Linked DNA regions of Mus musculus: region 2 is linked to region 1. A link is a contact called in public Micro-C data. All regions are on one chromosome and are shown on one strand. The core of a region is the stretch at or near the end of the contact, and the rest is flanking DNA. Distances in the headings are between cores, read along the strand shown. Region 1 holds the start of Gpa33 (glycoprotein A33 (transmembrane)). Region 2 holds the start of Uck2 (uridine-cytidine kinase 2).

Region 1 (4,543 bases), core at 1,088-3,587:
GTGTGCTTCTGCTCTGAGGGACAGCTGTTAACAAGAAACCTTAGCCAGTCTCTAAATTTAGCCTCTGGCCCCATAGGATGGCAGCTCTCTGGGAGGAAGGAATGCAGGCTTCACTTAACCCTTTCCCTTCCGGCTGATTCTCAGACATTGATGTTTAGCAGTGGGTTTAGAACAGGCTCATGCTGTGACACAAGGACCTAGAGAAAACCATCTCCCGCAGGAGGCTGGCTCCTCAAAGCACTTTCTGAAAATAATCCAAATCAGCACATTTGGAACGAACTTAACTTTACCTCATAGCATCTTGGAGGAAGCCTAGGAAAGGAAAATACCAATTATACAGAACAGGTTGGCCCTCAGCCAGGCATGGGGAGAACACCATGTTTTGATTAAAGAGAAGTCATGGCTTGAGACCAGCCTGACAACAAGTTGTACCTTCCCTTCATATCTCTGCCTCACCATTCATGGCCCTGGTAGTGGCCAGTTGCAACTAGGGAGTAACGTAAGAATTCGGAAGACTTGATAAACTCCAAAAGACTCATGACCCACTCTATGGTGGAACTCATGACATTCTGCCACCATCCTTGCAGTCCCCAACTGCCCACAGTTAACCCTCTCATGCTCGACGTCCTGAGAGTCCGTGCATCCTTCCTTCTACCTGCCTCCATGCTTCTGGTGGCTTCCAGTTCACCCTCTCCACAGTGACCCCTCCCCTATCCATCCATCTTTCCATCTGCCTCCACGTTTGTAAATATTTCTTAGTTACCTCCTATGCACTGGGCACTGTACCTGACTAAGTTAGTTAGACTCATAGCCCTTGTCTTCCTAGCTAGATGGAAACGTGCCCAGAGTAGTAGCCTCAGAGATTGGCTGAATGAATGAATGAGCTCACAGTTTATTAGGAGGCATTAGACAGAGACTAAATATAGCTGAAGTGTAAGAGTGGAGTTCCTGCCCTAGAAGAGACTCAGAGCGCTGCACTGAATCTCAAGAAGGAGCAAGTTCTGAGCTGCGAAGCCAGGGAAGGCTTCGTGGGAGACATGATGTAGGAGCAGGCCTTTAAAGGATAAGCTGGATAAAATATAATGGGTATAATAGTGGGGAGGGGCTGCCGAGAGAGCACAGTGCACAGTCCTGCAGCAGGAAAGAACGAGCCGCAGCCGGCTAGATGTCTAAGTAGAGACAGAACAGAGGTTACACACCCTGGAAGATAACTCTTAAAAGGGAAGGGACGTTGAAGAGTGAATCCTAGCACACCTTACAGGACAATTTAAGGAGCAGATGGACGTCCGTTCATTTCTTAAGGGCTGCAGAGTCAGCAAGAGAGCCAGAGTAGAGACCCAGCATCAGGGGGTCTGTCCTGAGTAAGATAACCTGACGACAGTGTCCAGAAACTGGAAAATCATCATATACAGTAGGAGAAGGCTAAACTGTGACTAAGCAAAGTGTAACAGGTGAAAAGCAATAAGTTTGTAAGCCAACTAAACCTGGTAGTTAGAAAAGATCACTGTACACAGGGAATTTGTAATACAAGGCAACACCTGGGAAAGCATTTATAGTAATCACTTTATCAAAAGTGAGTTTCCCAAGAACACAAAGACACTCTAGAAACCAGGAAGCCCAAGACCAATAACTATGTAGAAATATGAACAAACTTGGAAAAGGTAACACGTGGTGTGATATTATTCATTACCTATTAAGCAGAACATAGTAGTGCTGTATGTATGAATGCAAAAAAACTCTAAGGTATTTTATTAAATAAAAATATTTAAATGACATAATATCATTTGTACATATTCTATAATGTAGAGTATCTATGGCAGAGCCTGATCAGATAGCTCTCCCGGAGAGCTATTTCCTATAGATATTCTTGGCTGTACTGAAACTGACTCTGCAGACCAGGCTGACCTCAAACTCACAGAGATCTGCCTGCCTCTGCCTCCTGAGTGCTGGGATGAAAGGTGTTTCGGTTCACCTCTTACATTTATTCGAAGGTAACAAACATCTCAGTTGTTTTGGGACTGTGAGGTTTCAGGGCTCCCAGGTTACAAGACTATGGTGTTAGAAACTGAGAGGAAGAACTAAGATACATTGTCATCTTGGTTTCTTGTGTATCTGCTACTTTCCCAAGCCGGGTACCAATTCTGAACACAGGAACTTCCTGTGTCCTCCGAGACCACATTTCTGTCCCAGTGTGGGAGTCAGAGAAGAGAGGAAGGGCAAAGAAAAAGACAATGCCGGGTCTTAATGTGCCTCAGCAAGTGTGGGCAACACCCTGCTTTTACTAGCTTTCACTTCTGAGCTCGCTCCCTTTTTATTACACAGCAACAACATCCCATCAGTTATGAGAGGTCCACACCTTCTGAGAAGCACAGGACTTTGCACTCCTGCTGAAGAGGGAGAAGGCAGGAAGATGGCTGGCTCCAGGAAGGAAGAAGACTCTTGTTGGGGCCTTTCATAGAGTAGGTGGAGCAGGGGCCTCACCCCATAGGTGAGCTCACCTGCCAGTCCGTTGACTGGGTGGGGCATGTGGGCCCAGTCTGGCCCAGGTGAGCTGGAGGAGAGTCACAGGGACTACAGGCTGAACCAGGCCAGAGGCCATAGCTTTAACCAGACAGCCCAGACCTGTCCAGTGCCCTGCCAGTTCCAGACTGGGCTTGTGTCGGGAAAGGAGCCAGACCATGTTGGGGAAGGCAGGATCTGTGGTGTGGATGTTCTGTGCAAGTGAGTACGCCCCTCTGCTGCCAGCTCTGGGGAATGGGTGGGGTGTGTGACCGACTGCTGAAGCAGAGGCAGTCCTAGTGTCCCTCACTTCCCCTGGTCCCAGCAGTGCTCTGTCCCACTGAGCAGAGCTATACATTCTACTGTTTGGTGGGGGCAGTTTGTAGGCCTGGTCCTAAATCAACACAGTCCTTGTCTCCGTTAGCTCCCAAACAACCCCCAGTCCATTGTTGAAATGAGAAACTCAAAGGGTTAGACACAGTATTTGAAATTAAGGATTGCTCTCAAAAACGCCAGGGTGTGGATCTAGATAGATTTACTGCCTAGGGCAGTGGTTCTCAACCTTTCTAATGTGCTGAGCCTTTAATATAGTTCTGCATGTTGTGGTGACCCCCTAACCTTAAAATTGTCATTGTTGTTTCATAACTGCAAATTTGCTACTGTTATGACTCGTAATGTAAATATCTGTGTTTTCTGACGATCTTAAAGGACCCTGTGGGGGGGGGGGGGTAAACCATTCCATCTCCCAAGGGGTGGCGACCCACAGGTTGAGAACCATTGATCTAGGTTTTGGTTTTGGTTTTCCAGTCTTTTTAAAATTAGAAAAAGACACGACCATAAACATGTTAGCACCTATGTCACCCACAGGAAACTTAAAGAGGAAAAAATTTCCTCGATATCCTGCATAGAGCCACAAGCTGGAAAGCAGGCTTCCACAGGCCGGTGCTCCCTGTGTTCCCTGCCTGGCAGAGAACCCCTCCTCCCACCTCTCAAAGCAGCATCAGATGGGTTTGCGGCGGAATAGAAACTAAGTGTTAAATAGCAAAGCAGTTGTGTGGAGAAGGGCAGGGTGCCTGAGGGTGTCTGCATACCGGGGGTCAGGAACGCTGAGAGGAGTTTAGTTCAGAGACCCTAGTTCAGTGTCTTTGTCCAGCAGCTTGCTTCCAGGATCTGGGAACCACCGGGAGGAAGTGAGAGCTGAACAGGAAATTCAGGAGCCCCGAGGAGGCTTTGGTTAGCACACTGTTCAATACACCCTGGCAAGCCCAGAACCAACTGAGCCACCACCCGGCACATCCTCCAGGGCTCTGGGCTTCCTCTCCAGCCTGCCTCTGAACCCTTGCTTTGGAGTGAAGGACAACCTGCTAGGCAGGACAACTGCTTGATCAGTTCAAGGCTTTGAGGGACAGTTACTCTGCCTAGCGGGTTCAAGTTCTATGGGCAGGTCCATTTTTCCTGAGACAAATGCCCCTGTCCCCTTGGCTTGCCCATTCCTTCATCTGCTCGGTCCCTCATTGGGCACAAGGATTGTGTGGGTGCCTGAGGGATGGGAAGTCTGGATTTGCCAGCCTCAGCCTTCATATCTGAAAGGAGGATGCTTGCCTCAGGAGAGGGAGGCTGGAAGGACACGGCCACCCTCTCCTACTCTGCTCCAGGATTTTCTGACCCTTTCCTGAGCCAGGACTTTTCTCCATGCACATGCATGCATACATGCACACACCTGACTTGCACTCGCACATGTGCACACACACACATGCACGCACCAGTATAAAACTCTGTGTTCTTTACCCTGTTACTAACACATGTATGCATAAAAGAAGTAATACTGGCTCAGGGAAATACCAAAAACTGAGAACACAGTCACTTGCCCAGCTTAGAATGAGAAATGTCCTCAATTCTCAACTGCCTGGAGCAGGCTGGTGGCCTTCTCCTGGAGTGTGAGGCATGTGACCTCTGGGTGAACCCAGCCAGCAGGAATAGCTGAGGGGTGGGAGATGGGGGGATGAGGGTGGTGGAGTGGGAGCATGGGGTGTGTGTGTGTGTA
Region 2 (4,543 bases), core at 1,405-3,904, 1.2 Mb after region 1:
CAAATTCCTTTAGCAGGAATGTAAGATATCAGCCTGCCATACTTCCAGCCCCTACTGCACCAGGTTTTGAGCCCCACAGGAGACCCAGTTTGTTCACACTGACTTCAGAAAAAAAGGGGAAGAAACATCCAGTTCTTTAGTGGAAAGACACTACGGACTGGAAAAAAAATTGTGACATAATTACACACTGACTACAATATGAAATTTTTACAAGCCCAGCGCTCTTTTAACTTTCTGAGACAGTGGTTTTGTTGCCCAGGCTGGCCTCATACTCTGGTACCATATGAAGCTGGACTTTTTTAAAAAAATAAATGCACACAGCCTGGTGTGGTGGACCACACAATTCTTTAACAAGCCATCATATGCCCAAAATGTACATTTTGAAAACTGCACGATGAGACCCTTCTTTCATTAGGGTTTCCCTCTTCTTCCTCCTGGATAACAAGCAGGTCGGCAGAGACCTGGCTACACCCACAGTGGCTAACTGGCCCTGCCATTCCAGCTATCTGAGCGACCCATCCTTAAAAATCAACTGCAAATACAGTAGAATAAGATAATACAGAATGTTTATCTGTGCCTCTGGTGACTGAATTATTTAAGTGACTACCAAGGTCATTATGTTTCTAAATGTTCCACTCATCTTCAAGTTTAAAGTCTCTTCCTGCCGGGCTGCCAGGCAGTGGTGGCACCCGCCTTTGATCCCAGCACTTGGGAGGCAGAGGCAGACGGATTTCTGAATTCGAGGCCAGCCTGGTCTACAGAGTGAGTTCCAGGACAGCCGGGGCTACAGAGAAACCGTCTCGAAAAACCAAAAACCAACAACAACAACAACAAAAAAAGTCTCTTCCTCACTAAGAGGGCTGACTGGACTTTAGGCTAATATTACCCCAACTTTTCTCTGGAAATACAGCGATGAATTCCTCTACAACAGGAATACTGGAAAATGAACAGTGCGGCTGAGGTGATTCCAAAAAGAGCTGATGAGGGGCCCTAATAGGAATGGCATTCCTAGACGAAGAACATATTGAAGAACATATTTTTTTTTTAAAGTTTAGCTCGTTAACAGGCAAAAGGCGGGGGGGGGGGGGACCCTAAGTTCCGATACCTAAACAGCATTTCAGAATCCTAGCCATGGAAGCTAAACTAGAGGCGAAATTCATCAATACTGGAGTCTGCGGCACACAACGCCGAATCTGGGCTGCTGAGCTAAAGTACTCCAGACCTGGAGGGAAAATACGTAAAAATCAAAATGGAGGAGGGGCCAAGGAGAAATGGGCTGGAAGCTAAAACCTCGTGGCGCGTGGCGCGCGTCTCATGGCGCCATCCAGCCTTCCTGCTCCACGCTGCCCAGCCTTGGGGACTCACCATCCGGCCTCACCAGCGGCCGCACGCGGCGCCCAGCTCCCTCGGGCGCCCCTCATGGAGCCCGAGCGCCCACTGAACTTGGCGGCTGTTAAACGGCAGGCGAACAAGCAGCCACATCCTAAAAGGGAGCGAGGGGGAGTAAAGAAAGAACCATCTGGGAGGGCTCCACCCTTCTCCACCTGCAGTAAAGACCCGAGGTTAAGTCAAGTCGCCCCTCGCTGCCGTGCAGGAGAAAATACAAAGGAAAGAGGTTCCTCGCAAAGTCAGACTCGGTAACCCCTTCCCTGCGATCCAAGGAGCGAGCGACCCGGACACCGAAGAGCATGGAGCCTGTACAACTTTCTCACTGAGACTGATGCGGTTTTCTCTTCTAAGCATAAAAGACAGCAGCCCCTGCTGTCATCCCATCCGTGACTGTGCCCATCGAGCTTCGGCTCTCCCGGAAAGCCCTGCAACCCCCAGGTGGGCTCCCGGCAGCGGGCGCGCCACCTCGCGCATCCCGGCCAGCCTCGCAGCCCACAGGCTTGGGCCGGGGCCAGGGCCAAGCCGGGCGGAGGAGCGTACCGGGGCTCCGAGGGAAGCCCCGAAAGCCGGGTCCTTACACCCGACTTGCAAAACAATAAGCATCCGCTTTCCGCCCCTCCCCCACAAGACCCTGACCACGAGTCACAGCCGCCGCCGGGAACCAGCGAGGGAGCGCACCATCCCTGCGGGGGACTTGTAGGAGGAACCCGCATCCTGGACCCTCGGTCGCCCGGGTCCCCCCGCTGGTCCCCAACGCCGCGCACCGAGCCTGCGCGGGGTCTGGCGGCGCCGGAGCGCGGCGGCCCGGAACGAGGATCCCGCGGGCCACGCGGTGGCAGGCTGCAACTGACACGGCCCGCGGGCGCCGGCCACATGCGCCGCCCGCCGTGCGAGCAGGGCGCGCGGACTCTTACCTTCCCGCTGGCCGTGCCCCCGCTCACGCCGATCAGGAAGGGCTCGCCGCCGTTGGGCTGCTGGTGGTTCTGCAGGGTCTGCTCGCTGTCCCCGGCCATGACTCGCGCCGCCCCTCCTCTCGCAGCCTGTGCGAACCGACGCACGCTCCCCGCCCGCGACCGGGCTCGCTCGGCTCCTCGCAGGAGCAGCTGGTCGCTGCTGAGGTCGAGGCTGGGCCGGCCGCGGCTGGAGCCCGGGCGCGGGGGAGGCCGAGGTGGCTTTCCCGGAGGTGCCGAGAGCTCTCCTGTGCCCGTGGCGGCCCGTGGGGTTTACATCCCAGGCAGAGGTCAGCGTGATGAGGCTGCTCCAATCCGGGCGGGCTGCGCGCTGCTATTCGCCAGGAGTCTGGCCCCAGCCTCCGCCCCGCCCGGGCCCCGCCGCCGCCCGAGGTCTCTGGGAAAGGTGTGAGCGCCACTCCCCTCCCCACCCGCCGGATTAACCCTTTCTGGGACGGAGCGGGGGGTGGGGTGGAGGGGTGAAGAAACCGGCTAGGTCAGCGTCTTAATGCGCCACTCTGCGTCCTATTTCAAAAGAGATCAAAAGCTAGAAGAGACTGCCAGAGCAGAGCAGAGACTGGAGGTTTGAGACGCAAAACTGGAAAAGGCTGGGAATATGAAGATGGAGAATTAATGCCTAGACCCTTCATCCTCACTGAAACTTGTGTTTTCAGAGACTCCCTTCCCACCCTCCGTGTGCCAAAATAGTGTGTCACCCGCTCGGCTTAAGAGAGTTCCTGTCTTGGAAACCCCCAAGTGCCATTTTCCTTAGCAGGTCTGTCCTCATGTGACTCCCTAAAAGAAGGGTGACTCGGGGACGGTTACTCCTCCCTGAAAAACCAGTGCCCTTCCACACCATCCTAGCTCCGCAGTACTGACATTCCCGTGGAGCTAGGGTTAATGAAAATAGAAACATAACAATGCCATTTCCATTCATTGATGACTTTAACTGACCTAGTTTATTAGAGGCAGGCAATTTGTCACTTAGTTAGGAAAACAGTACCAAATGGAGACTAAAAAGGAGTCTTCACCGCGGGAGCCAGATGTCTTCATTCACATCAAGTTCCATAAGCAAGGCCAATGTGCCTCAGTGCTCTATTAAATGAAAATAAAAATGATACACGCTAGGATTTTTGATGGGCTAAAATGAATTATCATAGGTAAAGTTTTTAGAACAATGCCTGAATATCACTGTAGAGTATTGGGGCTTGAAAAGACTCCTAAAGGAACCAGAAAGGGCAGTTTTGCTGGGCACACCTGAAAGGTAGTACTAGAATCTCCGCTTCTCTGAACTCTGAACCTCTTTTTTTTTGGGGGGGGGTTCGAGACAGAGTTTCTTTATATAGCCCTGGCTGTCCTAGAACCAGAAACCTGTAGACCAGGCTAGCCTTGAACTCAGAAATCCACCTGCCTCTGCACACCTTTAATCCCAGCACTTGGGAGGCAGAGGCAGGCAGATTTCTGAGTTCGAGGCCAGCCTGGTCTACAAAGTGAGTTCCAGGACAGCCAGGGCTATACAGAGAAACCCTGTCTCGAAAAATCAAAAACAATAACAACAACAACAACAACAATAACAACAACAACAACAAAAACACTGGCTGCTTGTCCAGAGGTATGTGGGTCCAATTCCCGTCACTCACTTGGCAGCTTCAGGGGATCTGATGCCCACTTCTTGGCCCTGCTTCCACCAGGAACACTGGTGCACAGATATACATGCAGGCAAAACGCCTATATACATAAAACAGGGTTTTGTTTGGGTTTTTTTGTTTGTTTTGTTTTTGTTTCTTTTCCAAGACAGGGTTTCTCTGTATCCTGAAACTCTATAAACCAGGCTGGTCTCAAACTCACAGAGATCCTCCTGCCTCTGCCTCCTGAGAGAGTCCTGGGAGTAAAGGTATGTGCAGCCACCACTGTGCTACAATTTTTAAGTTTAAAAAGAAATAAAAAATTTTAAGTCTAACACACTTTCTTGTTTTTGAAAACATCGTTAAAGAGTAACGAATCAGTCCAACGTGATATAGTGCATCTTCTCTCTTACTGACTTCAAAAAACAAAAAGGAAATAAGAAACTTCCAATTCTTTAGTGGAAAAACACCAAGGATTTAGCTGGGTATTGTTGGCAGATGCCTTTAACCCCAACACTTAGGAAGCCGAGGCAGGCAAATCTCTGAGTTCCAGGACAGTCAAGGCTGCACAGAGAAATC

Evidence for each region. Hi-C and Micro-C count contacts between places; a contact is called where the count stands out from the background.
Region 2: a contact with region 1 is called in a Micro-C map of embryonic stem cells, with 2.8 times the contacts expected there. The contact joins the promoter of Uck2 here to the promoter of Gpa33 in region 1. A contact is called at or near these places in 5 of 484 Hi-C or Micro-C datasets (all in embryonic stem cells), 11 of 115 datasets of contacts at active chromatin or transcription factors (cardiomyocytes, embryonic stem cells, pancreatic cancer cells and 1 more) and 1 of 9 other capture datasets (embryonic stem cells).

The regions. Positions count from the first base shown.
Region 1 is chr1:166,127,884-166,132,426 of GRCm38.p6, forward strand. It overlaps Gpa33 (glycoprotein A33 (transmembrane)), which reads left to right and starts at 2,338. Exons shown (of 7, transcript NM_021610.2): 1 at 2,338-2,721. The coding sequence starts at 2,679. Dusp27 (dual specificity phosphatase 27 (putative)) reads right to left here and starts at 15. Exons shown (of 6, transcript NM_001160049.1): 1 at 1-15.
Region 2 is chr1:167,282,473-167,287,015 of GRCm38.p6, forward strand. Uck2 (uridine-cytidine kinase 2) reads right to left here and starts at 2,655. Exons shown (of 7, transcript NM_030724.3): 1 at 2,304-2,655. The coding sequence starts at 2,402.